Regions from separate parts of the Mus musculus genome. Here all the other regions are linked to region 1. A link is a contact called in public promoter capture Hi-C data. All regions are on one chromosome and are shown on one strand. The core of a region is the stretch at or near the end of the contact, and the rest is flanking DNA. Distances in the headings are between cores, read along the strand shown.

What was found. Promoter capture Hi-C pulls out the DNA fragments that hold promoters and counts their contacts. Capture Hi-C pulls out chosen DNA fragments and counts their contacts.
Region 2: a promoter capture Hi-C map of liver shows a contact between it and region 1, with 2.9 times the contacts expected there. The contact joins the promoter of Coq4 here to the promoter of Ciz1 in region 1. A contact is called at or near these places in 3 of 39 promoter capture datasets (liver and pre-B cells) and 1 of 9 other capture datasets (liver).
Region 3: a contact with region 1 is called in a promoter capture Hi-C map of liver, with 8 times the contacts expected there. The contact joins the promoter of Sh3glb2 here to the promoter of Ciz1 in region 1. A contact is called at or near these places in 5 of 39 promoter capture datasets (the C10 cell line, cranial neural crest, hippocampal neurons and 2 more).
Region 4: a contact with region 1 is called in a promoter capture Hi-C map of liver, with 4 times the contacts expected there. The contact joins the promoter of Kyat1 here to the promoter of Ciz1 in region 1. A contact is called at or near these places in 3 of 39 promoter capture datasets (the C10 cell line and liver).
Region 5: a contact with region 1 is called in a promoter capture Hi-C map of pre-B cells, with 8 times the contacts expected there. The contact joins the promoter of Endog here to the promoter of Ciz1 in region 1. A contact is called at or near these places in 3 of 39 promoter capture datasets (cranial neural crest, liver and pre-B cells) and 1 of 9 other capture datasets (liver).
Region 6: a contact with region 1 is called in a promoter capture Hi-C map of liver, with 7 times the contacts expected there. The contact joins the promoter of Gle1 here to the promoter of Ciz1 in region 1.

Annotation. Positions count from the first base shown.
Region 1 is chr2:32,361,802-32,365,892 of GRCm38.p6, forward strand. Ciz1 (CDKN1A interacting zinc finger protein 1) reads left to right here and starts at 1,397. Exons shown (of 17, transcript NM_028412.2): 1 at 1,397-1,497; 2 at 2,004-2,178; 3 at 2,418-2,533; 4 at 4,002-4,073. The coding sequence starts at 2,009.
Region 2 is chr2:29,785,131-29,788,878 of GRCm38.p6, forward strand. It overlaps Coq4 (coenzyme Q4), which reads left to right and starts at 2,363. Exons shown (of 7, transcript NM_178693.5): 1 at 2,363-3,227; 2 at 3,307-3,438. The coding sequence starts at 3,155. Trub2 (TruB pseudouridine (psi) synthase family member 2) reads right to left here and starts at 2,541. Exons shown (of 8, transcript NM_145520.5): 1 at 2,373-2,541; 2 at 1,346-1,477. The coding sequence starts at 2,481.
Region 3 is chr2:30,357,677-30,361,473 of GRCm38.p6, forward strand. Sh3glb2 (SH3-domain GRB2-like endophilin B2) reads right to left here and starts at 1,640. Exons shown (of 12, transcript NM_001289709.1): 1 at 1,467-1,640. The coding sequence starts at 1,529.
Region 4 is chr2:30,203,027-30,207,108 of GRCm38.p6, forward strand. Kyat1 (kynurenine aminotransferase 1) reads right to left here and starts at 2,821. Exons shown (of 13, transcript NM_001356474.1): 1 at 2,607-2,821. It overlaps Gm31201 (a long non-coding RNA gene), which reads left to right and starts at 2,823. Exons shown (of 2, transcript XR_374214.4): 1 at 2,823-2,965.
Region 5 is chr2:30,170,044-30,173,730 of GRCm38.p6, forward strand. Endog (endonuclease G) reads left to right here and starts at 1,481. Exons shown (of 3, transcript NM_007931.1): 1 at 1,481-2,023; 2 at 2,799-2,908; 3 at 3,648-3,687. The coding sequence starts at 1,532. Gm31080 (a long non-coding RNA gene) reads left to right here. Exons shown (of 4, transcript XR_866091.1): 4 at 254-292. It overlaps Spout1 (SPOUT domain containing methyltransferase 1), which reads right to left. Exons shown (of 12, transcript NM_172660.4): 12 at 3,404-3,687.
Region 6 is chr2:29,933,462-29,937,047 of GRCm38.p6, forward strand. Gle1 (GLE1 RNA export mediator (yeast)) reads left to right here and starts at 1,948. Exons shown (of 16, transcript NM_028923.3): 1 at 1,948-2,137; 2 at 2,549-2,776. The coding sequence starts at 2,039.

The sequences.
Region 1 (4,091 bases), core at 147-2,646:
TGTCCGCAGTGGCAGGACCTTTTTAGGGGCAGGTAAGAGCCATTAAAGAAAGTAACTGTGTCAGACGTGGTGGCAGAAGCCAGCGGGTTTCTGTGAATTCGAGGCCAGTCTGGTCTATAGTGAGTTTCCATATGTAGCCATTGCTACACAACACAATGAAACGGAAAAGGAAATCAGAGGCTTGGGAACTTGTTAAGTGGTTAACGTTTGTTCTTCTTCCAAAGGACCCAGGTTCAGCTCCCAGCACTCCCACAGGTGGCTCACAACCATCCACAAACTTCTTCCTAGGGGATCAGATGCCCTCTTTAGACCTCTGCAAGCACTAGGCACATACAAAGTACACACACATACATGCAGGCAAAACATTCATACACCTGAAATAAGAATACATATTTAAAAGACGGGGGTGAGAGGCGGGCGTGGTGGCGCACGCCTTTAATCCCAGCACTCGGGAGGCAGAGGCAGACGGATTTCTGAGTTCGAGGCCAGCCTGGTCTACAAAGTGAGTGCCAGGACAGCCAGGGCTATACAGAGAAACCCTGCCTCAAAAAACCAAAAACCAAAAAAAAAAAAAAAAAAACCAAAAAAAAAAAAAACCAAAAAAAAACAAAAAACAAAAAAAAACAAAAACAAAAAAACAAAAAACGGGGATGAGGAGAGATAGCTCAGTGGTTAAGAGCACTTGTTCTTGCAGAGGAGCTGGGTTCGATTCCTAGCACTCACAAGACAATTCACAAATGTTTCTAACTCTAGTTCCAGGATGTACAAGATATACACGATATACAGATACACATACGTTCAAAACACTCATACACATAAACTAAATCTTTTTTAAAAAAATGTAAAAAACAAAACTATTTTTTTAAAGCTGAATTCACCACACATACGCGCGCCCGCTTGCTCTTGTCCCAGCCCCACGCGGGCTCGGGATCTGGGGACAGTGGTGGCATTGGGGAGGTCAGTTGGGATCTGACCGACTGTCGGTCCCCTTTGCCCCTGCCAGATAAACAGACGGCCGTGGGAACTCAGAATCGCCCCTTCCCGATGCTGGGATCTGGGGACAGGAGCCTACGCTGCCCGGCGCCTCATAGCACCTGGGAGCCACCGCGGCTCTAGCGATTGCAGATTGGTCGCGGTCCCCGCGACGTGACCTGCGCGCGAGGCTTGTTCGCCCGCCGCGGCGTCCGCGCTGAGGCCTCCGCACCTCCAGAGGGCGCTCTGCGCGGGAGTGGCCAGCCGCTGGGCCTTCGGAGTGTCCCGGTCCGGTCACCGTCCCGAGCAGCCCGGGAGCTCCGGAGCCCGCCTTACGAGTCAGCTCGTGGCTTTCACGGTTTCGGTTTTCGTGGATTGCCGGGAGGTGAGGGGGAGCCAGTGTGGTGCCCGCCCCGGAAGCGACAGTGGAGGAGGGTTGGGCACCCCGGGAAGGGTGGACCGCAGGGATAGCGGCTACTTGCAGAGAGCCTACGGGCTTTGTGGACAGGCGAGGCCACAGGATTAGTTAAGTGGCGTTGGCTATATCTGCGAGGGAAGGGAGTGGAGGGATGAGGGACAACGGAGCGGGGTGGGGGTGTGCTGCGGCGGACGGAAGCGTTTCCCATCCAGGGTTCATGGATTTAAGTGACACAATTTAGGGAGAGGACAGCGGAATCCAAAACAGGGAAGTGTGCACGGGAAGCACCAGGAAGTGTAGAGTGACTGACAGGCAGGAGATGGGAGTGGAAAGGTGTGCTCCGATTAGAAGGTTGGACCGCCAGAGTTGAAGAGATGGGAGGGAAGATAAAGAACTGAAGGCGTGTCTGTGTGTGTATCCTGTTCTGGCAGCTGACCGGAAGAACTGGAAGCCCCGAAGCCCCGGGTATAAATGCAGCGTGCTCTTGGCGTGGGTGGGACTGTGTAGCGGTGAAGCTTAGCAGGCGTTATGCTGGGGTGGGTGTTTTGGGAGGGGAGAGAAGCTGGATCATCCCAAAGTGGTGATCTGACCCTACCCACCATACCCCCTTCAGCCACCATGTTCAACCCGCAACTCCAGCAGCAGCAACAGTTGCAGCAGCAGCAGCAACAGTTGCAGCAGCAGCTCCAGCAGCAGCAGCTCCAGCAGCAGCAACAGCAGATACTGCAGCTCCAACAGCTGCTGCAACAGTCCCCACCACAGGCCTCCTTGTCCATTCCTGTCAGCCGGTGAGTTTTCCACTTCCAGGAGCAGTCTGAGGTCTGACGGCTCAGACCCACATTTTGGAGCCTGGCTCCCAGTAGTTATTTTTTCCCCAGGGGCATCCTTGTTTGAGTATTAAATGTCATCAGTTTCTACCTTGGAGGGGATCCTCCATCTGCCATTGAGATGGAGAGAATGGAGGTGAGAGACCTCCGGGTAGATGGCTTTCCCAGGACCCCTCTGACACCCTACTCCCATCACACAGGGGCCTCCCCCAGCAGTCATCCCCGCAACAGCTTCTGAGTCTCCAGGGCCTCCACTCGACCTCCCTGCTCAATGGCCCCATGCTGCAAAGAGCTTTGCTCCTACAGCAGTTGCAAGGTATGGCAGTTCCCCGTGGCCCTCAGCTTCTTCCTAACCCATTCATTCTTACCAACACTCACAGCGGCCCTAACAGCATCCTTATAGATGAAGATACCAGGCTCCCAGGAGATGAAGTCCACAGGCTACTCTGCTAAGTACAGGGTTACCGGGCTACGGTGCTGGCCGTTCCTGCCTCTGCTGATAAACCTAAGGGGAGGCACACCCGTAACCCCCCTCTACAAATGAGGATAGCAACCTGAGGCCCAGAAGAGGGACCATGTGCCCATAGTCACAACACAGGTAGAAGCTAATTAGACAGCCATCACTTGGTATCCCTACCAGGACCCCAGCGTGGACAGCCTTTCGGGGTGACTTTCAAAAGATGCGTGGATGATTCGAGAGAGAAAAAAATCCCACAGCAGGTCACAATATGCACATATGTACACCACCTTTTCTTTTCCCATTTTAAAAGTTATGCTTGTCATAGTGAAAATAATGTATTAAAATAGAAAAACAACAACAGCAACAGTAAAAACCCACGGGGGCCGGAGAGATGGGTCAGAGGTCATGGGTCAGAGGGCAGGAGTTCTTGCTGCTCTGCAGAGGGCCTGAGTTAGGGTCCATCACCCACACAGGGCAACTCCTGATGCCTGTGACTCCAGCTCCAGGGGATCCACCGTCCTTATCTGGCCTCCAAGGGCAGCTCCAATACAACACGTGAATGAAAATTTAAGATAAATCCTAAAACATAAAATCATTGAAAACAAACAAACAAATCCAAGCGGTAGGAAGACATTCCCTCATTTCTGGGAGAAAGTCAGCACCCCGTCATTATAGTTCTTTCCATTTTTTTTTCTAGGAAGAAGCTTGGGAGTTGAGTGTGGTTATATGATTAATACCAAAAAGAGTCCACGTCTTGTTTTTCTTTTCTTTTCTTTTTTTGCAGTGCTACAGTTTTTGTTTGTTTGTTTGAGACAGTGTCTCACTCTATATCTCTGGCTGGCTTAGAATTCACTATGTAGACCAAGCTGGCCTTGAATTTATAGAGATCTGTCTGCCTCTAGTGATGGGATTAAAAGTGTGCACTGGTATGTTTGGCCTTGCTTTGAGAAAAGGTCTCACTCTGTAGCCCAGGCTATCCTGGAACTTAGTATGTAAGCCAGGGTGGTCTTGAACTCAAAACAGTCTTCCTACCTCATCCTGCAAGGGCTGGGATTACAGGCATGAGCTGCCACACCCAGCCAGTATTCTGGTTCAATCCAGGTTTGTTGTGATAGCTTTTAATTTCTCACTGGAGGGGTGTGTGCCCTTACGGAAACCTCAATTATCCATTTCTCCCCCCCCCCTCCTCTTCTCTATCCTAAACCCCACTGAGATGAACTGACATCTGAGACTCTTCTCACAGTAGATCCCCAGCACTGAGTGACTGAGTCGGGGATGGATGTCTGATGGCTTTTGATAAGTATTACCAAATTACTTTCCTAAGGACTGGACCAGTTTGCAATGCCACCAGCCACGTATGACGGTGCCAGCCTCACCATGCCTACGGCAACACTGGGTACTCCATGCTTTTTTA
Region 2 (3,748 bases), core at 1,113-3,612, 2.6 Mb before region 1:
TTATGCTAGGCTGTATTTCCAGGCTTCTCTTCCTCGGAAGCTGGAACCACTATTTCCCTAGTTCCCTGGGCCCAGAGAAAGGGCAACGCAAGACTCTTCTTCCTCTGCCTATCACTATTCGCCCCATTTGAGGCTTTGAGATCAGGCATCACACTGGGGATCAAGATTCTGGGCTTCTCTGCACATCGTGTGCTGATAGAAAACCTGGCCATTCTCCTCCTGAATCAGTGAGCTCCCTAAGGTGGGACCTAGGTCTGTCTGTCTACAATACTGACCTATGGCCCCAGACTCAGTGTCTTGACCACTAAAAGACTGACTACAGCTTAATGTGCCCCAGCACTTGGGAGGCAGAAGCAAAAGGATCAGAATCCAGACTTCAAGGTCATATTTAACTATACAGTGAGTTCAAGACCAGCCTGGACTACAGGAGGCTGTGTCTCAAAACACAAAAACAAGAGCTGGCGAGGTGGCTCAGTGGGTAAAGGCTGCCACGCCTGATGACTTCAGTTTGATCCTGGGACCCATGGTGGCCTGAGAGAAGTGATTCCCAAAAGATGCCCTCCGACTTTCACACCCAGGCCTTGGTGTGCACACATACATACAAATAATACGTTTTTGTTTTTGTTTTTTTTTAATAAGGGACCTACCTCACAGAACTGGGGTGAGGACAAAGATAACATGATGTCTAATACAGAGCAGGTATTAATAACACAGGTCTACCAGAAGTTCTCAGCTTCCCTAGAGAGTCCTAGAATAGCTAAGAGTCAGCAAAGTGTAGTTCACAAGTCAAATCATCAAGTCTACTTTGTTTTGAGACTGGGTCTCACTGTGTTGCCCAGGTTGGCCAGGGACTCCTAAATTTAAATGATCCTTTCAGTCTCCCATAGAAGACAAAGGCTGCTGGACACCGGTGTTTATAACTGCTCTCAAAATAGCTGTTTTGTACTCCAGCCTTTTTTTTTTTTTTTTCCTTCGAGACAGGGTTTCTCTGTATAGCCCTGGCTGTCCTGGAACTCACTTTGTAGACCAGACTGGCCTCAAACTCAGAAATCCGCCTGCCTCTGCCTCCCAAGAGCTGGGATTAAAGGCGTGCACCACAACCATGTGGCTGCACTCCAGTCTTGACTAAAATACAAGAAGGTTCTCTCCTTTCCTACAGTCTAGAGATGCTTTGCATTACAATAGCAAAGAGGAGCAGAGCCAAGGAAAACACAAGGCTGTAGGCAGAAGCTGTTTAAAATCTTCCCTCTCTAGGGAAGTTTGCCAAACCCTGGGCTAGAAATCTAACTCAGGCCAGGGATTTCCTCTAACATCACGGCCAGGGTCCTGTCTGACTCTGCCTTACCAAGTCTGTGGGTGGTGAGGGAGGGTACATTGGTGGCTCTGAGAGTCAACTTCTTCTCTTCACTGCCTTCCACAGGGCCTAGCAAGAAGCGAACACGCTGATCAGGAGCAGGAGGCTGCTGGGCATTGAGACCTAAGCACAAAAGAACACAGTCAGTACTTTTCCAACCCGCAAGAGAAGGGGTAGAGAGATGGTAGCATAGAAGATGGATTTGTGTATCGTAGAAAACGTACTATGACTCCTTCAGAAGCCAGGTATCATTAATTCCAGCACTGGGGAGGCAAGAGGCGGGCCTATCTCTGAATTCAAGGCCTGACTGATCTACAGAGTTATTTCCAGGGCAGCCAGGGGTATACAGAGAAACCATTCTCTAAAAAGTGAAGAACAAACAAACAAAACAAAAATCCTAGGTTGGAAGTGTAGCTCAATTCATGGAGTGTTTGCACAATACGCAAGACGCCCCGGGTTCCATCCCCAGCACCCTAATGGGAGGTGGTACTACACAGATGTAGTCTAAGACCTTGGGTAGTGAAGGCAGGACAGTCAAAAGTTCAAGGTTATCTTCATCTTACATAGCAAATTTGAGGCTACATGACAGTTTTTAAGAAAATAAAAGAAAGGAAAAAAAGGCAAAGAAAAAAATTGGTGTTTGAGGGTCGGGGTGGTGGTCACGCTTGTGATCCCAGCATCTGGCAGGTGGAGTCAGGAGAGTCAGAATTCTCAGTGCCTCACTGATTTCAAGGTCGGATTAATTAGAAAAGACCCTGTCTCAAAAGGCAAAAAAAAAAAAAAAAAAAAAAAAAGTTCAAATTCTAACTCTGTAACAGAAACCGCGAAAAAAAACCCAACACTATAGAATGAATTTCTCTAAAGGAAAATAGCGGAGAGTGGGTAGTAACGAAATGTGTACAAGAGAAAAAAAACAAACAAACAAGAAACAGCTACAACCCGGCAAACGAACCACGTGACCTCACTCCACATCAGAAAGAACTAAAGCAAAACCGTGGGTCCGCGTCGGAGTTCTCACCTTTAAGCAGTTGCAACTCCACGGTCTCACGCAAGTGCAGCCACTTCAGCCCCGGAGGTTTATAGACAGCGAAGAGCCCCTGCAGCCGAGCTAGGCCAGAAGAACCCATGGCTGGAACTCAGCGGTTCAACATCATCCAGAAGCGGGGATGCGGGCGGAAGTGCTGCGTGGTCCTTTCCCAAATGTGGTCCCTACTGTAGGTAGCCGCCTTGTTTCCTTGGCAGGAAGAGGTTCTTTTCTTATTGCCCTCCGGGGGGGAAATAAGAGATGGAGAAGAAAATAGGGCCGGATATCGAGCAACCGAATTCTCGGTTATGTTATTTTTGAATTCTTTTCAGGAGTTTTTTGTTTGTTTGTTTCTCATATATCCCAGGCTGCCCTCAAACTTGCTAAGTTGCCGAGAATTCATTACTTTTCTGTCTCCACTTTTCCAAGATCTGGAGTGACGAGTAATTCACATCAGGCTTGGTTTTTGAGACAAGGTCTCTAGTACTGCCTTCGTACTTAAGAAATAGCCAAGAAGGATCTCGAACTGATCCTACGGCCTCCAGGTTTCAAATGCTGGGTTGACAGGCCTACGTTATAAATAACGCCTGGCTCACAGCAGTTGTTTTACTTCAGTGGCAAACAGATCTTGTGGCTTTCCTTCTCATGCTCCTGTCCATATTACAACATCTCCGATCAAAAAGCCACAGTGAGTGCAGTGTCCCAGGAGTCTTTTGACTTCTCGGGCCTCCGTAGTACCTGCGGAGCCCCGCCTAACCACGCGGACGTCCGCTGCCATGGCGACCCTGCTGCTGCTTCGCTCCCTGCGCCTCCACCGCAGTCTTCGGCCCCGTACGCGGCCAGCTGTAGGTGAGCAGCTCTGATTCCAGTGTCCGCGGCGACCAGAGGGACCGGACTCCTCTCACCTTTACCTCTTTTCTGCTCGCAGATGTACCCCTCAGGGCCGGGAGCCATGGCGCCCGCCTGCTGTACCCGGACCACATCCCAACCACCCCGCTGCAAAAGATGCTGCTGGCTGCGGGCGCGGCGGGAATGGCTCTCTACAACCCCTATCGCCACGGTAAGACGGTTTACTCTTCGGTCTCGAAAGCTGGGACCGGTGAAGACTTGGTTTGTGGGCATCCAAACCTGGCTGCGCCTATCATATTTCCCAGGATCGTTTATGATAATCAGGTGCCTGATTCTAGCTAGAACTGTTTTGGGTCTTCTGGGCACAGGGAGGAGAGGAAGAAAGAAACGTGAAGTCTACAAGTCTGCCTTTTTGTAATTCTTGGAAGAGTGTCACCCTAGCATATTAATCTCTGGGCTGAATGACCAGGTACACACCAAATTACAGCATTCTCACTGGGTAGTAAGTAAACTTGGTAAGG
Region 3 (3,797 bases), core at 390-2,889, 2.0 Mb before region 1:
CTCCTCCACCCCAGCCTGGGCCTGGGCCCTGGCTGCAGCTCCAGTGTGACCTGTGTGCCTGCCCCTATCAGGCAGAGTGAGGCCTGGAAGCTGTATGCCACCACTACCTCCGAGTCCTCTCTGTGGGCCTGGCCAGGTCAGATGGCAAGACCCAGCAGTGACAGGAAAGCTGCAGATCAGGTTCTTCCCAGATGTGTGAGATAGTGTGGTTGCCATGCCAACCCTGGGACAGGCTTTCCCCCTCATGCAAGAGACAGAGGAGGCTCAGAGGCCCTCGTATTCTCTCTAGTGCTGGGGTTGCCCACCAAGCTTGGACAGGGAGTGGCAATCCGCACTGGGACACTCAGCCTCAGGGGAGACCTGTGCTTTCTAGTAAACACGACCACATGGGCCTCTGAGGGGGAGAGGAGGAGGCTGCGCCTAGCAGGTCAACAAGGGCAGCATACAGAACTTATTCCTGGGGTACTGAGATGGGTTAGACCAGGGGTACAGAAACCTCAGGAACCCCACCCCCGGCCTTGGAGCAGACAGGGCCTCCCAGCTGAGCCTCATACCTGCTTTACAGAAGGCAGAGTGAGGCTCAGATGGCTTGTCCAAGGTCACTGCAGGATGCACAGGTGCACTTAGCCTCAGCAACTGCACTTGCAGCCAACCCAGGAAAGAGGGCCACTCACCCCATTTCTCAGAGCGAGAAACAGAGGCCCTGAAGTAAAGCTCTCCTGTCCCCCAAGGTCATGAGGAGCATTACCATCCATATCCTGACTCCAGCCTTTTGCTGAGACATGAATTCGCCTCAGTTTCTCTTTCTTCTACCAAATGTTTAGGACTTGTTCCAATATCAGCATTACCGGCCTGGACAGAACCCAAAGAGCCTGCCAGATCCTAGCCTTCTGACATCCTTTAGGCCTGGGAAGTAAAAGGAAACAAGCCTCCCGCAGAGCAGAAAGGAAATAACTCCTGGCTTCCGGCCTGACTCCCCAAGCGTGTGAAAGGGACTGGATGCAACCATTAGCACCAACCTGCCCATTGCACGGGTATGGAGACTGAGGCTCGCAAAAGAGATTGGGGTATTTTTGTGTGGCCCTCAACCTGCCAGCCTGGCCTGGGGCGGGGGAGGGGAGGAAGGCAGACTAGTGCAGAGAGGCCTGAACCACCCAGTGGGCATCCACCTCCCGGGCTGTGCAGGCACCAGGGCAGTGGGCAAACTTGTCAGTGTAAACGGGCACTGCCAGGCGCCCAGGCACCGGAGCCCAGGCCCCCATGGGTTCCGGGCCATAGTGGGGTGCAGCTGACCTCGCTGGGAGCTCCCCTGAGCAGCTCGGGGACAAGAGAACAGGGGCCCTAGCTGTACCCAGAGCGCACAGCCGCTGCTGCAGGAAAGGGGCTCCTGCTGCAGAGAGCCTGCCCGCCCGCCCGGGGCGCGCTCCACATCCGGGCCCCATGAGCGGCGTCGTGCCAGGCCTCACCTGCACCGCCCGAGTGAAGAAGATGCCCGCGTCCGACGCCAGCTTCTTCATGTTGAAGTCCATGGCGCGCCCGTACGCAGGGCCGCCACGCCGGCCCCAGAGCAGCCGGCAGCCCCCCGCCCCGCCTCACGCACCCCGCCGCACCCCGCCCACCTGCTGCCTGCGCCCGCCCTCTGCGCGCGCGCGTCCGCGGCCGAGCCGAGCCGAGCGCGGGGCGGGGCCAGGCGCGCGGGGCGGGGCTTTGGGGAGCGCTGCTGCCCCTGCCGGCCGCGGGCCCCACCAGCGGGCTGTTCGCTCTAATCAACGTTTTACTAAACCGGTTTCCGTGCACCCTGGAGGTCTCTGCGGATGCACTGTAACACTATACTATTGATTATTTTGGTAATTCATTATGCAAATTTTAGTTTTTTTTTTTTAAATAGTTGGGAATATATTCGTTTAAAACAGGGTCTCTCCAGGCCCCTCCTGGCCTAGAACGCCAAATGTAGACCAGGCTGGCATCCAATTCACAGAAACTTCTGCTGGGATTAAAAGTGTGCACCACATCTACCCGTTTTTGTTTTTGTTTGCTTTCCTGTTTTCATTTTTTCCCCCTCTGTGTGTGGCTGTATATTTGTGTTTGTGTCTGTGTGTTCGCTTGCGTGTGCATGAGCACAGGGTGTCGCCGTGACCATGACATTGCAGGGATACTCGCATCACACTGGCCATGGGAGCCCGCGGCCCATGCTTCTGGAATTTACATGACTTAATTTATTTAGGTTCTCAAGGCTGTACAGTTAAGTTCTTTAACCATGGAGCTGTCTTCCCAAACCTGTTTTTGCTTTTAAATGTTATTTTATGTTTTATTATGAGTGTGTGTTTGCGTGTGAGAGCACATGCATGTGAGACAGGGGACACAGAAAGCTGTAGCATGGATGTGGAGATCAGAGAACAACTTTCTAGAGTCCCCTCTTCTTCTTGTATATGAGTTCTGTAGTCCTGAAGATCAAACTCGGGGCAAGCTCCATGACTCGCTGAGCCATCTCTCCGGCCTCCTTTTATTTTGTTTGTTAATTTTTAAAATGTGTTTATGTGTAAGGGTGTTTTGCTTGCATGTACTATGGATTCTATGTGTGTAGTGCCCTCAGACACCGGAAGAAGGTGTTGGATCCCCTGGGACTGACATTACAGATGGCTGTGAGCCACCATCTGAGAGCTGGGAACAGAACCCAGGACCTCTGAAAGAGCAGCCAGTGCCCTTGACTGCTAAGCCATCTCTCCAGCCCCTCCCTCCTTTTCAGATTTATTTCTGTTTTTATTTGTGTGTATGTGAACACACACCACATGTTTACAGAGACCAGAGGAGGGGGTCAGATCTGGCAGAGCTGCAATTAAAGGCAGCTTTGAGAAGCCTCACACGGAGGCTGGGAACCAAATTCTGGTCCTGTGAAAGAACAGTGTGTGGGCTTGACCTCCGATGCACTTTTGCCTGCTTTGTTGTTGTTGTTTATTGGTTTGGGTTTTTTTGGTTTTGGGTTTGGTCTTTGCTGCAAGGTCTCTCTCCTGCAGCCCAGGCTGCTCTCAAACTTAATACACAGTTGAAGACGGGCACGGCTTCTCCATCTTCCTGTTGGAATCACAGGTGTCGCTTCCTAGCTGTAAATTATGTATGCAGCAGGCACAGGGCACAGAGTGACAACTGGGTGTGTGCCATTTCAGTGGAATAATGAAGGCAAGCTCATTTATCACGCCTGTCGACTTTTGACCCGTCACGAGAACATTCCCTGTCTACATCCTTAGCCGTTTTAAAACATGGGAAATCTGATTAGTCCTTGTCACCCCACCACTGTGCGATAGTGCTCTAATATCAGTCGTCTTCTCTGCCTGTCCCTTGTCCCCCTGTCCCCTGCCACTGTCTTTCCCTTTCCATCACTTTCCCTTTATTTGAACTTTGTCTCTGGTCCCTCTCTCAATTCCTCTCATCATCCTCTCTGGGACTCTGCTTCTAGACATTTACCTGTTTCTTCTGCCAAGGCCTGGTGATAGATAATGCAGGGCCACTAAACTAAGGACAGGCCCTATTGCTTCCTCATCTGGCTGAGAGAAGGATGGACAGGACAGAGAGCTCACAGGCAGGGAGAAGGCTCTCAAGCCAAGCATGAGCCTTCTTAGTTGGGAGGTTCGTAATGACTATTCCTGGTTGTCAACTTACTATATAGAGACTACCCTTACGTTCCGTGACTCTAGAGAACCCTGGCTAATACAAGGTCGAAGTTCGTGTTTCTGCCAGGTGGAGAAAATGGGCTGCTCTAGGACATGAGCATGGCCTGACCTTGAGTGCGGTCGCTCAGT
Region 4 (4,082 bases), core at 1,571-4,070, 2.2 Mb before region 1:
GTGGATGGATGGCCCTCGGCACTGGCTTCCTTCAAGAACTTGGTGCTGACTCCAACTGTGCCTGGCTGCTGACCCCATTTGTACCAACTTGTCCAGCAAGCTGTATTTACTCTAGATGGAGTGCAGAGCCAACTCAGGCTGGCCTCAGGAGTTGCCTGAGCTCTGAGTCTGCAGTTTCCATGTTTCCTTTTCTTTAGGATGAACAGAGAATAAAGGCTCTGGACAAGCCAAAATAACAGAACAAAACTCTCCCTTTTGCCAGGCAGTGGTGGTGCACACCTTTAATCCCAGCTATTCAGAAGCAGAGACAGATGGACCTCTGATTTTGAGGCTAGCCTGACCTACAAGCAAGTTGCAGGATAGCCAGGAACAGAGAAACCTTGTCTGGAAAAGCCAAAAAATAAAGAATAAAGTTGTGGTGCTGGAGACAGCTCAGTGGTTTCTCTGCCACAGGACTCAGGTTTGACTCCCAGCAGCAACATAACTCCAAGCCCAGGGAGCCAACACCCCCTTCTGGCCTACATAGGTACTGCATACACACGAACAGACATGCATTTAGGCAAAATAACCACACACCTATTTTTTTTTTTTTTTAAGGCACCGGGTACTGTGGTCTATGCCTTTAATCCCACACTCAGCAGGCAGAGGCAGGGCGATCTCTGTGAGTTTGAGGTCAGTCTGATCTTCACGGGGACCTGGCATTCAAGGCAAAGTAGTTTGTTCCAGTTGGACGCTCTGGTCCCTTGAAGAATGTTCACATTTTCTCTGCCAGGAAACGGCCACTCACTGACACAACACTACCCACGGTGCCCAATGAATTGGGACGGGAGAAGCTTGGTTAAGACCTGTCCCCATTTCATGACAAGGAAAAAAAACCCTGAAGTTTGGCCTTAGATGTAATGGTCCCAGCTCCAATATTGCACTAGCTATGGAACATGGGTTGTCTTGACTTAGTTTATCCATCTGTAGAATGAGTACAGCAGGTCCAAGAGAGCCGGCCCTGCTCTAACAGTGTGCTCTTTGCTAACCCCTTAGGACCTGAAGGGAGGCTGGGCAGGCATGCTACACACTTCTCTGTCACAATCTTGGAGAATTCCCCCTCTAACTTCACCCAGTCTGGTTCCTTGTACTATACAAAAGTTTTCAACACGGGCTGGTGAAATGGCTCAGCGGGTAAGAGCACTGGCTGCTCTTTCGAAGGTCCTGAGTTCAAATCCCAGCAACCACATGGTGGCTCAACCACCCATAATGAGATCTGATGCCCCCTTCTGATGCATCTGAAGACAGCTACAGTGTACTTTTTATAATAATAAATAAATCTTTGGGCTGGAGCGAGCAGAGGTCCTAAATTCAATTCCAACAACCACAAGAAGATTCACAACCATCTGTACAGCTACATAAAATAAATAAAATAAATCTTAAAAAAAAAAGTTTTCAGGGCTGGAGAGATGGCTCAGCGGTTAAGAGCACTGACTGCTCTTCCAAAGGTCGTGAATTCAAATCCCAGCAACCATATGGTGGCTCACAACCATCTGTAATGCAATCTGATGCCTTCTTCTGAAGACAGCTACAGTGTACTTAGATATAATAATAAATAAATCTTAAAAAAAAAAGTTTTCAGCACAGGAACTGACTGCCAGGTTGTCTGTTGCTCTCACAGAAACATAGGGTGGAAACAGTGTCCTGTTGGCTGTGAGACCCTGAGCTCCCTACTAGGTCGACTACACAGGAGATCCAAAAATTAGTGCTAAGGCTCCCAGGAAGCAGAGGGAGAGACCTGGTGTCTTCAAACCCTCCTGCGGGTGGGAGGGGAGTGAACATCTGTGGGAATCCTTTTCCAAACTCTGTGCCTCACCCATTGGTAAACAGAACTGGTGTGTATAAAACGGTGAACCCACCAGCGGGGCCACCTGGTGTCTACCATTGTGGTCACATTTGTTCATAGATGATACTCCAGGTCTATGGAGGACTGTAAGCCTTGGAGTCCACCTACGCGGGACAGCCCTGTTCTCTTTCGTTCACCCTCTCTTTCAGCCTCTTTCAGCCCCATTTTTCCTGCAGGTCATGTGGCATGTCTGTGATATGCCTGGTAGAACATGGGTTTTGCACATCTGACCATAGCAGGCTTCAGTAGGACTGAAGGCTATTCTTTCTGTCCCATTAACTTAAAAAATATTATTATTATTATTATTATTATTATTATTATTTTAACCTAAGTTATCTTGGAAGTTGTCCCACATTAGTACATGAATCCAATTGCCGTGCAGCCCGGGAACCGACAGAACCCAGAAGGACCCACAGAGACTATTGGCGCTAGCTCTGCAGGCAATTCTCCGTTAGCGCAGTCTGCATCTTCTTGGCCAGGACTACCTTGGGAGAGTGGACGTGGGTGCAGAGAGAACTAGTCTAACTGGTTCTGTGACTGAGTGTAGAGCTGCCAAGACCGCGTGTGCAAGTTTTTCTCAGGGGATAGATCCTTCTTTCAGAGAAGCTACACATCACATACAAACAGGAGCACATGGATCAAAGAGCTACAGCACTCGCAAACCTTAGCTAACTTCAACACACGATCTAGATGAAACCCCGCACGGCAACCAGGAACTGACCTGCTTCAGCAAACAATAGCGCTGCTCTGTCCAATAACCCGCGACCCCAAACGTATTCCCAAGGTTGCAGAAGTCTGTTCCTTTAAAGAGGCCGAGCCCTAGATGGGCTACTTCCGCCCAGATGCAGCTTAGCTCAAGAGAACTGTCAGAAGCAGTGCGAAGCTCTGTGTGCCCTTTAAAGACTGGGCGACAGCCTAGGATCCCCAAGCATTTGCGCTCGGTGACATCACTTCCGGGGCGGAGACCTAAGAAGCGGTACAAACAAAACAAGGAGCCAAAGACCCACGGCGCGACTGGCTGTGGGTAGCCAGACCCAGGACTAGGGCTGCCTGCGTGGCGGCCGAGAACAGCGGGCCTTGGTGAGTGGGTCGAGTATGGAAAGGGACGCGCTGTCACCTCCCTGAATCCAATGACGCGGGCCCGACCTCCGCTCGCACCTCTCACCCGAGTTTCCGCCGCGGTCCCTGCAGATCCACGCCCCTCCGCGCACGTGCACCTTCCCAGAGGTTCCACCCGGGCTCCCCTAGTACTTGGTGCCGAACTCTTTCCTTGAACCCCTCCCTCTTTCTGATCTGCGGGACTATTCCCTGGTCTTTGGAATCTCAGGCTGGAAAAGACCGATTCTCCTATTGGTTTAGCCCGTCGCATGTATGCATTGGGCAGGAGTGACAGATCTAGGGAGGTGAGGTTGGAAGAGCTGGAGGTCAGCAATGACGCGTCCAGGCTGAAGGAACACAGCTTGGGAAGCCAGGGGACAATGAAATTGGAAGCTAAATTGAGAAGGAAAGAATGGAGGACCTGAAAGTTTCAAAGACCTTCTGCCTTGGAAAGGTGGCAGCAAAACCTTCAACCCCTGCTGACTGTTCTGCTCTCTGGAGCACACAGACTAGCAGACAGCGCAGGAGGAAGGGCAGGAGGTCTGCTTCTTGTGCTGGGGACGGAGGATAAGGAGGATAAGAGTATGTTCCGAGGCTTGGGACAGTGGAAGTGACCTGGCCACACAGTTGGTGAAGGTTAGGTTCCCCTGTGGCAGTCCAGGGGAAGCAGGGACTGGAGGCTAGTGTTGTGAGGAGATACTGGGGTGGCTTGACTCCCTGCTTTCCCAGTTCCATAGCTTGTTTGGGTTTTGGGTGTTGACTCTGGACCTTCTTGTCTCCCAGGGTCTGTAGAGGACAAGGCAGGAGACCAAGAGACGTTTGTGACCCACCACCTCCCCAGTGGTTTTCGTCTGCTGAGGACACCTGCTACAGAGCAGTTTCGTTACACTTCAGTGGCCTTTGTAGAGAGTGGGGGCTTCTGGGATTGCCCTGTGAATCAGGAATCCGGGCAGGTGGCTGGGTTTTTGACTTGCTGCTTGAAGGAGCTTCAAGGGAGGAAGCAAAAATGATTGCAGGTTTTGTGGGGGGACCGCAGAGGAACCTAGGTGGGATACATATACTAACCTCTTTGCCATCCCTGGGCTCTTTCACCTGCCCT
Region 5 (3,687 bases), core at 231-2,730, 2.2 Mb before region 1:
GAGTGTCTGAAGACAGCTACAATGTACTTACATATAATAAATAAATAAATCTTTAAAAAACAAAACAAAACAAAATTATGTTGTCTATATAGGTGTTTGCCTACAAATCCTTTGGTGTTACAGATGGTTGTGAGCCACCATATAGGTGCTGGGAACTGAACCTGGGTCCATTGCTAGACCAACATGTGCTCTGAACTGCTGCACCATGTCTCCAGTCTACAACTTTGTCTTTTTTTTTTCATTTTTTCAACAGTCTGTGGTGACATACACCTTAAATTCCAGCACTTAGGAGGCAGAGGGAGGCGGATCTCTGAGTTCGAGGCCAGCCTGGTCTACAGAGTGAGTTCCAGGCCAGCCAGGACTACACAGAGAAACCCTGTCTAAAAAAATCCAACCAAGCAAACAAGCCCAAGTTTCATCATAACATGTTCACACATGTACACGGTATTTGTATGATTTCCCTCCATTGCCTTCTTACCCATCAACACCTGCAGATGCCCTATTTCCCAATGTATCTTAAAAGAAAAAAAATTATTATTCAGGCTAGAGAGATGGTTCAGATGTTAAGAGCACTGGCTATTCTTCCAGAGGTCCTGAGTTCAATTCCCAGCAACCACATGGTGGCTCATAACCATCCATAATGAAGTCTGGTGCCCTTTTCTGGACTGCAGGTATCGTGCAGGCAGAACATTGTATATGTAATATATAAATAAATCCTTTTACAAAAAGAATTATTCTATGGATATGAATACACTGTCTTCAGACACACCAGAAGAGGGCATCTGATCCCATTACAGATGGTTGTGAACCATCACGTGGTTGCTAGGAACTGAACTCAGGACCTCTGGAAGAGCTCTTAACCCCTCAGCCATCCCCCCAGCCATCCCCCAATTATCTTTTAATGTATAATTGGTTTTGTCCCATGCTAATGAGTGTGGCTCTGACTGTACACTCTCAGCCCTATTTTCTTCAGTTTTTATGTATCGGTCTTCCTCCGTCTTAATAGGTTGTAAGGAAGTTGATGTCTTAAAATATTCATAAGTTAAATACTATTCCATCTGAAATGTAGGAAATATCTTTAGCCAGCCCCTGACCTACGGACAGGAAACATTGGCCAACACAACATACTTCCCAGGCCAAACCCTTTAAGTGGGTTGAAAAGTATGACCCTAGCATAGCTATTTTCTCTAACCTTATATAGCAAGCTTAGGTTCCAGGCGGCTATCAATAGCTACACCTGCATTCTTCTGTTAATCAATCTAGAGAAATCCTTCGCTCGTTTGGTGGCAGGAGGGTGGGTGCACCTGAGGGGTCTGACAGATCTGGGGTTCTGTCCTGTTTAAAAGCAGGGCCATGTGAGGTGTACATGGCGAGGCGGAGCCCGACGTGGAACGACCAATGGCAAGCGAGTAGGGCGGCACCAGGACCCAGCTACGTCTTAAAAGGGCAGCTGAAGGGCGTCGGGGGCCACGCCAGCACAGGCTCCTTCACTCTGTGCTAACATCAGTAGCGTCCTTGTCCTCCGGTAGGCATGCGCGCGCTGCGGGCCGGCCTGACCCTAGCGCTGGGCGCGGGGCTGGGCGCCGCGGCAGAGCATTGGCGGCGGCGGGAGGGCAAAGCGCCGGGGCTGCTGGGCCGAGTGCCATTGTTGCCGGTGGTCGCGGCCGATCTTCCCGCGCTGCCGGGGGGACCGGCGGGCGGCACCGGGGAACTGGCCAAGTACGGGCTGCCCGGCGTGGCGCAGCTCCGGAGCCGCGAGTCCTACGTGCTTAGCTACGACCCGCGCACGCGCGGTGCGCTCTGGGTGTTGGAGCAGCTGAGGCCAGAGCGGCTCCGTGGCGACGGGGACCGTAGCGCCTGCGACTTCCGCGAGGATGACTCTGTGCACGCGTACCACCGCGCCACCAATGCGGACTACCGCGGCAGTGGCTTTGACCGCGGCCATTTGGCCGCCGCCGCCAACCACCGCTGGAGTCAGCGGGCCATGGACGACACCTTCTACCTGAGCAACGTAGCGCCTCAGGTAGTCTCGGACCCTGGTCGCCCGCCCGACTGCAGCGTCTAGATCTTACTTTACACGTGCACCGTGGCGGGAGGGAGGAATCTTACAGTGGCACTGCAGAATCCGGGGTTTATCCTTCTTCAGCCTCCCGTGGGAAGCAGTGCACCAAGTAGTGACGGGCTGCAGCAATGCCTGTCAGCAAGCCACCCAGTGTGCTTCCTCAGGGAACCCGGGAGCTTGACTCCTCAGTCTACCCTGCTGGCCTAGGGCCAGTCAGGCCTCCAGGGCACACTGTTAGCACTGCACCTGCTCCCAGCAGGGTCTTGATTGTGAAGTAGGTTCCTGGGACATCCACCCAGTGGATGGAGATGGACAGGAGACCATATCCCACCCCACACCTTTTGTTGCTCGATTTTCCAGGCTGCCCAGGAACTCAAGAGATCTGCCTGCCTCTGCCTCCTGAGTGCTGGGATTAAAGGTGCACACCAGCACTGTCCAGTCCCCGTGCCTTTAGAGCTTGACCTAAGGTTTGGGAGTTCCAAGAGACCTTGGGGGTCTCTGAATGACTAATGTCCCCTCCTTCCTCCTTCCCTTGAGATGGGGAAAGCTTAGAGCATTGGAGTGCCAGGAATGGAGTGTGGCTAGCACTGGCTCAAAAACTGTAGTCACAGAGCCGTAAGGAGGGAGCCCTTCTTTGAGCCCTTGTCCTTCAAATGTTTGGGCATTGACATTAAGAGCTGGGGCATGCCTAATGGAAGGTCCGAGGTGTGCTCCTGAGCCTCGCTTCTCCCACCAGGTGCCACACCTCAACCAGAATGCCTGGAACAACCTTGAGAGGTACAGCCGCAGCTTGACGCGAACTTACCAAAATGTCTATGTCTGCACGGGGCCGCTTTTCCTGCCCAGGTAAGCCTGTAGCTGACGGGGCCTCCGACTCCTGTTCTCCAACCTTGGGCTTTCTGTGTCACTGTAGCCAGAGACCTTTGGGTGGCCTAGAACTCTGCTGTGCCCTCAGGTGCCTGGCCCCACACCTGCCTTTGCTCCCCACGTCTGACCTGCCTTACCACCTGTAACCCGTGGCTGCACGGGAGGCTGTCACCCTTGCCTCTGACGTGCTAAGGATTCCTGGCAGACAAATGAGCTGAGCTCCTCGGGAGGGCACAGAAAGCAGCAGCAGCAGCAGCAGCAGCAGCAGCAGCACGGGCTGCAGCACGGGCTGCAGGAGGCAGCGGCTGCTGCGGAAACCAGAAGCTACAGGCATCCACTACAGGCCATCTGGCGTGGCGCGGTGTGACGCCACCCGAGCACCAGGCTGGGGCTGGGGTTCCCCAGCATGGCCTCCCACTCGTGCTTGTTAGGTGTACTGCCTACGGGACAGGTTACAGTCACGTGAGCATAGGTGAGCATCAGGGTCTAGAGAGCTCATTCCTCTAGCTGCGTTTATTGCCTCCCATTCTGTCTGAAGCAGTATTGGGCAGAAAAGCAGAGGTTAAGCATTGGTCCCCACCTTACATAGTTCCCAGACCCAAGGAGGCACCAGGCCCAGCACAAACTTCTTGCTTGTTGGAAGTTAGGAAGGCTTCCTGGAAGAGGTGACCTTGTATGTAACCAGGCCTCTTGGCCATGCGCCCGGGTCTATCCACAGGACCGAGGCTGATGGGAAGTCCTATGTGAAGTACCAGGTT
Region 6 (3,586 bases), core at 698-3,197, 2.4 Mb before region 1:
TTCCCATCCCTTCTTCAGTCTTGACTGGTCCTGGGGAACATTCTGGGTGTGGTGCTGGCTGCCCATACCCAGACTACAGCAACCACTGGTCCATTTTCATCAACAAAAGCCATGGACCCAGTTCAATCTGTAGCAGTTTTAGACACATCAGACTCAGCTCCATAGATAAGACTCAGTCCTAGCCAAAGCTCCAGTACTCTGCCACCTTCATAGATCCAACATCAGCTCAAGCTCTCTCAAAAGATGCTGCTTTGAAGATCCATGTAGAATAAAACACTTGCATCCCAGGACCAGTTCTGGAACTGGCAAGCCGGGCATGGTGGCACACGCCTGTAATCCCAGCACTCGGGAGGCAGAGGCAGGCGGATTTCTGAGTTCGAGGCCAGCCTGGTCTACAGAGTGAGGTATGCACCACCACATCCTGGCCACAAAAAAAAAAAGTTGAATTTGGCCTATTGTTTGAGAGGGTTAGAGTTCGTAATTGTGGACTACATAGTACAGAGTTCACATCTGGATCCACACTGGGAGGCATCGGAGGAGCACCAGGAATCACAAGTCCTTTGAAACCCCCAAGCCTACACTAACGAACACCTCCACTAGTAAAGACACAATTTTTCCCAAGCAGTTTCAACACCTGGAGACCAGATAGTCAAATCATGAGCCTATGGCGGCCATTCTCATTCAGGTAACTATAGCATCTCAGCCACTCTCACCCAAGTCCAAAATTCCAGAGATTGGCGCTGGAGAGAGTTCACTGGTTAACTACTGGTTGTGCGAGGGGAAGCATCCATCCAGGACACAGAGGAAAGAACCTTGACTTTATCAAGGTGGGCTGGAGAAATGCAGCTAAGGTGCTGACCACATTTGTGGTCACATCCACCAGCAACAGTCCAGCTCCTTTGACATTCGATTCCTCTGGTCTTAGAAGGCACCTACGGTAATCACATGCACATTTTCATACATGTTGAAAATAAATATACCTTTTCCTGAGAGCCAGGGTCCTACCATATAGCTCTGGGTGGCTCAGAACTCATGTAGACCAGCCTTGTCTTCAACTCAGATCCCCTGCCTCTGCCTCTCATGTGCCAAGACTGAAGGCATGCACCACCATGCCTTGGCTCCTACACAATTTCTCAATAAAAAAAAAAAAAAGTTGTCAAATGTAGACCACCACATGCATGTGTGGGTATGTAATTTCGATTCTATTTTCTGAACTAGTGTAAGCTGTGCACCACAGTGTTGAGCTGTAGAACTGTTTGGATTGGGGTCCATTCCTGGGAAGTTTTTTTCCTAGCTAGGCCTTTTCCTGGCTGTCCTGGAACTTACTCTGTAGACCAGGCTGGCCTGGAACTCAAGAGATCTGCTTGCCTCTGCCTCCTGAGTGCTGGGATTTAAGTTATGTAACGCTTCACCCAGATCATTCTTGGGGGACTCTTGTATTAACGTTTGTAAAATATTTTATTAGAAGTCCAAAGATTTTTTTTTTAGTAAAAAAAGTATGTATGTATGTATGTATGTATGTATGTATGTATGTATGTATGATGTGCGTGCGTAGAGTAAAAGTCCACAAAGAGGGCAATGGAACCGTCTGAGTTGGAGTTTCTGTTGTGAGCTATCATGGGGTGTTGGAAAATGAACCAGGCTCCACCACAAGGACAGTAAGGACTGTTAACGCCCGAACAGAAAAAATACTGCTTGTTCTCTTGAGGTTCTTATCCACCTCAAACCGCTGTCACGGACTCATGAGCAGTAGATGGGTCAAAAACCGCAGAGCATCACCCTGGCAATTGTGACTGCGAGAAATTACATTGAGATTCAGATCCACGTAGGCTCGCTAGTTTAGCCTCAATCCCGCATTCTTGCTCTGGCCAGGGGGCGGCGCTCACTAGTGGGCGGGGCGCTGCTGACGGACAGGTTCTGCGACCGTTACGGAGAGGCTGCGCCGGATGTGGGGCGGACACCCCGGAAGCGGAAGGCGGCGCCACCTCGGCGGCGGATTCGAGGGTTTGTTGTCAGTCGTGTCAGCTGGTGACATGCCATGCCGTCCGATGGTCGCTGCTGGGAAACTCTGAGGGCGCTCCGCAACACCAGCAAAGGCCGCCTGCGCTACGACCGCGAGTGGCTGCTGCGCTACGAGGTGAGCGGCGGCCCGCGGCCCGCGTTTAGCAGGCTCCCTAGTGACCGCGGTGGAGGACCGGGAGTGGGAACGGGACGGGACGGGCTGCGATCCTTTTTTTTTTTATCTTCTGTATTAACTTATTTGCTTGGGCCTTCAGCTGTTAAGCATCACATGTAATAATGTCTTATACTTACCAATGGACATACAAATAGGGTTAACCGTGCCGGGCATAGTGGCGCACGCCTTTAATCCCAGCACTTGGGAGGCAGAGGCAGGCAGATTTCTGAGTTCGAGACCAGCCTGGTCTACAGAGTGAGTTCCAGGACAGCCAGGGATGCCCAGAGAAACCCTGCCTCGAAAAACCAAAAAGAGAAAACAACAACAAGAAGAACAAAAACAAATAAATAGGCTTAACCTTCTTCTCTTTAGGATGTTTTGGAAGAATGCATGTCTCTTCCCAAACTGTCTTCTTACTCTGGATGGGTGGTAGATCACATCCTACCCAACACCTCAGGCCACACGCAAGAGAGTGCTCCTTCTTCTGATAATTCACCATCCTCTGGATCTGCATCTGGCTTGTACCAATCCTCACTACTAAAATCTCCTGTCAGAAGTAGCCCACAATCCCCGTCACCCTCATCACCAAATGGAACCCAGGTAAGGCTTAATTTGCTTAAGACAAAAGACTTGTTGGCTGCAAGGTTGAAATGTTTAGTCACATGACAGTGACTTGGGGGAGACGATTTGTTTCCCATATCATCGTATCATCCACTGTTGGTATGCGTGTATGCGCATGTGTGTGGAGGCCAGAAATCAACTTTAGGTCTTGAGTCTCAGAGGCCTCATCTTGGGTTGTGAGGCAAGTGTCCCTCATTGGCCTGGAGCTCATCAATTAGGATTAACTGGCCAGTAGTCCCAGAAATCATCCTGTCTCTTCTTCTCTAGTGCTGGAACTCTTTTTTTTTTTTTTTTTAAGATTTATTTATTTATTATATGTAAGTACACTGTAGCTGTCCTCAGACACTCCAGAAGAGGGAGTCAGATCTCATTATGGATGGTTGTGAGCCACCATGTGGTTGCTGGGATTTGAACTCCTGACCTTCGGAAGAGCAGTCGGGTGCTCTTACCCACTGAGCCATCTCACCAGCCCTAGTGCTGGAACTCTTAAGTGCATGCCACCATGCCATTTTTATAAGGATCATTAGAGTCAAACCTTAGGCCTTCCCTGCTTGTACTTTACCCATTAATCTATCTCCCCAGCACAGAAGAAACACCAGTTTATTAAAGAGAAGCAGTGTAACACCAGGTGTGGTGGTGCACACCTTTAAGTGCAGCACTTGGAAGGCAGAGGCAGGTGGGGTCCTGTGAATTCAAGACCATCCTGGTCTACAGAGCAACTTCTAGGCCAGCCAGGGCTACATAATGAAACTCTGTCTTTAAAACAAACAAACAAACAAAGAAACGAAA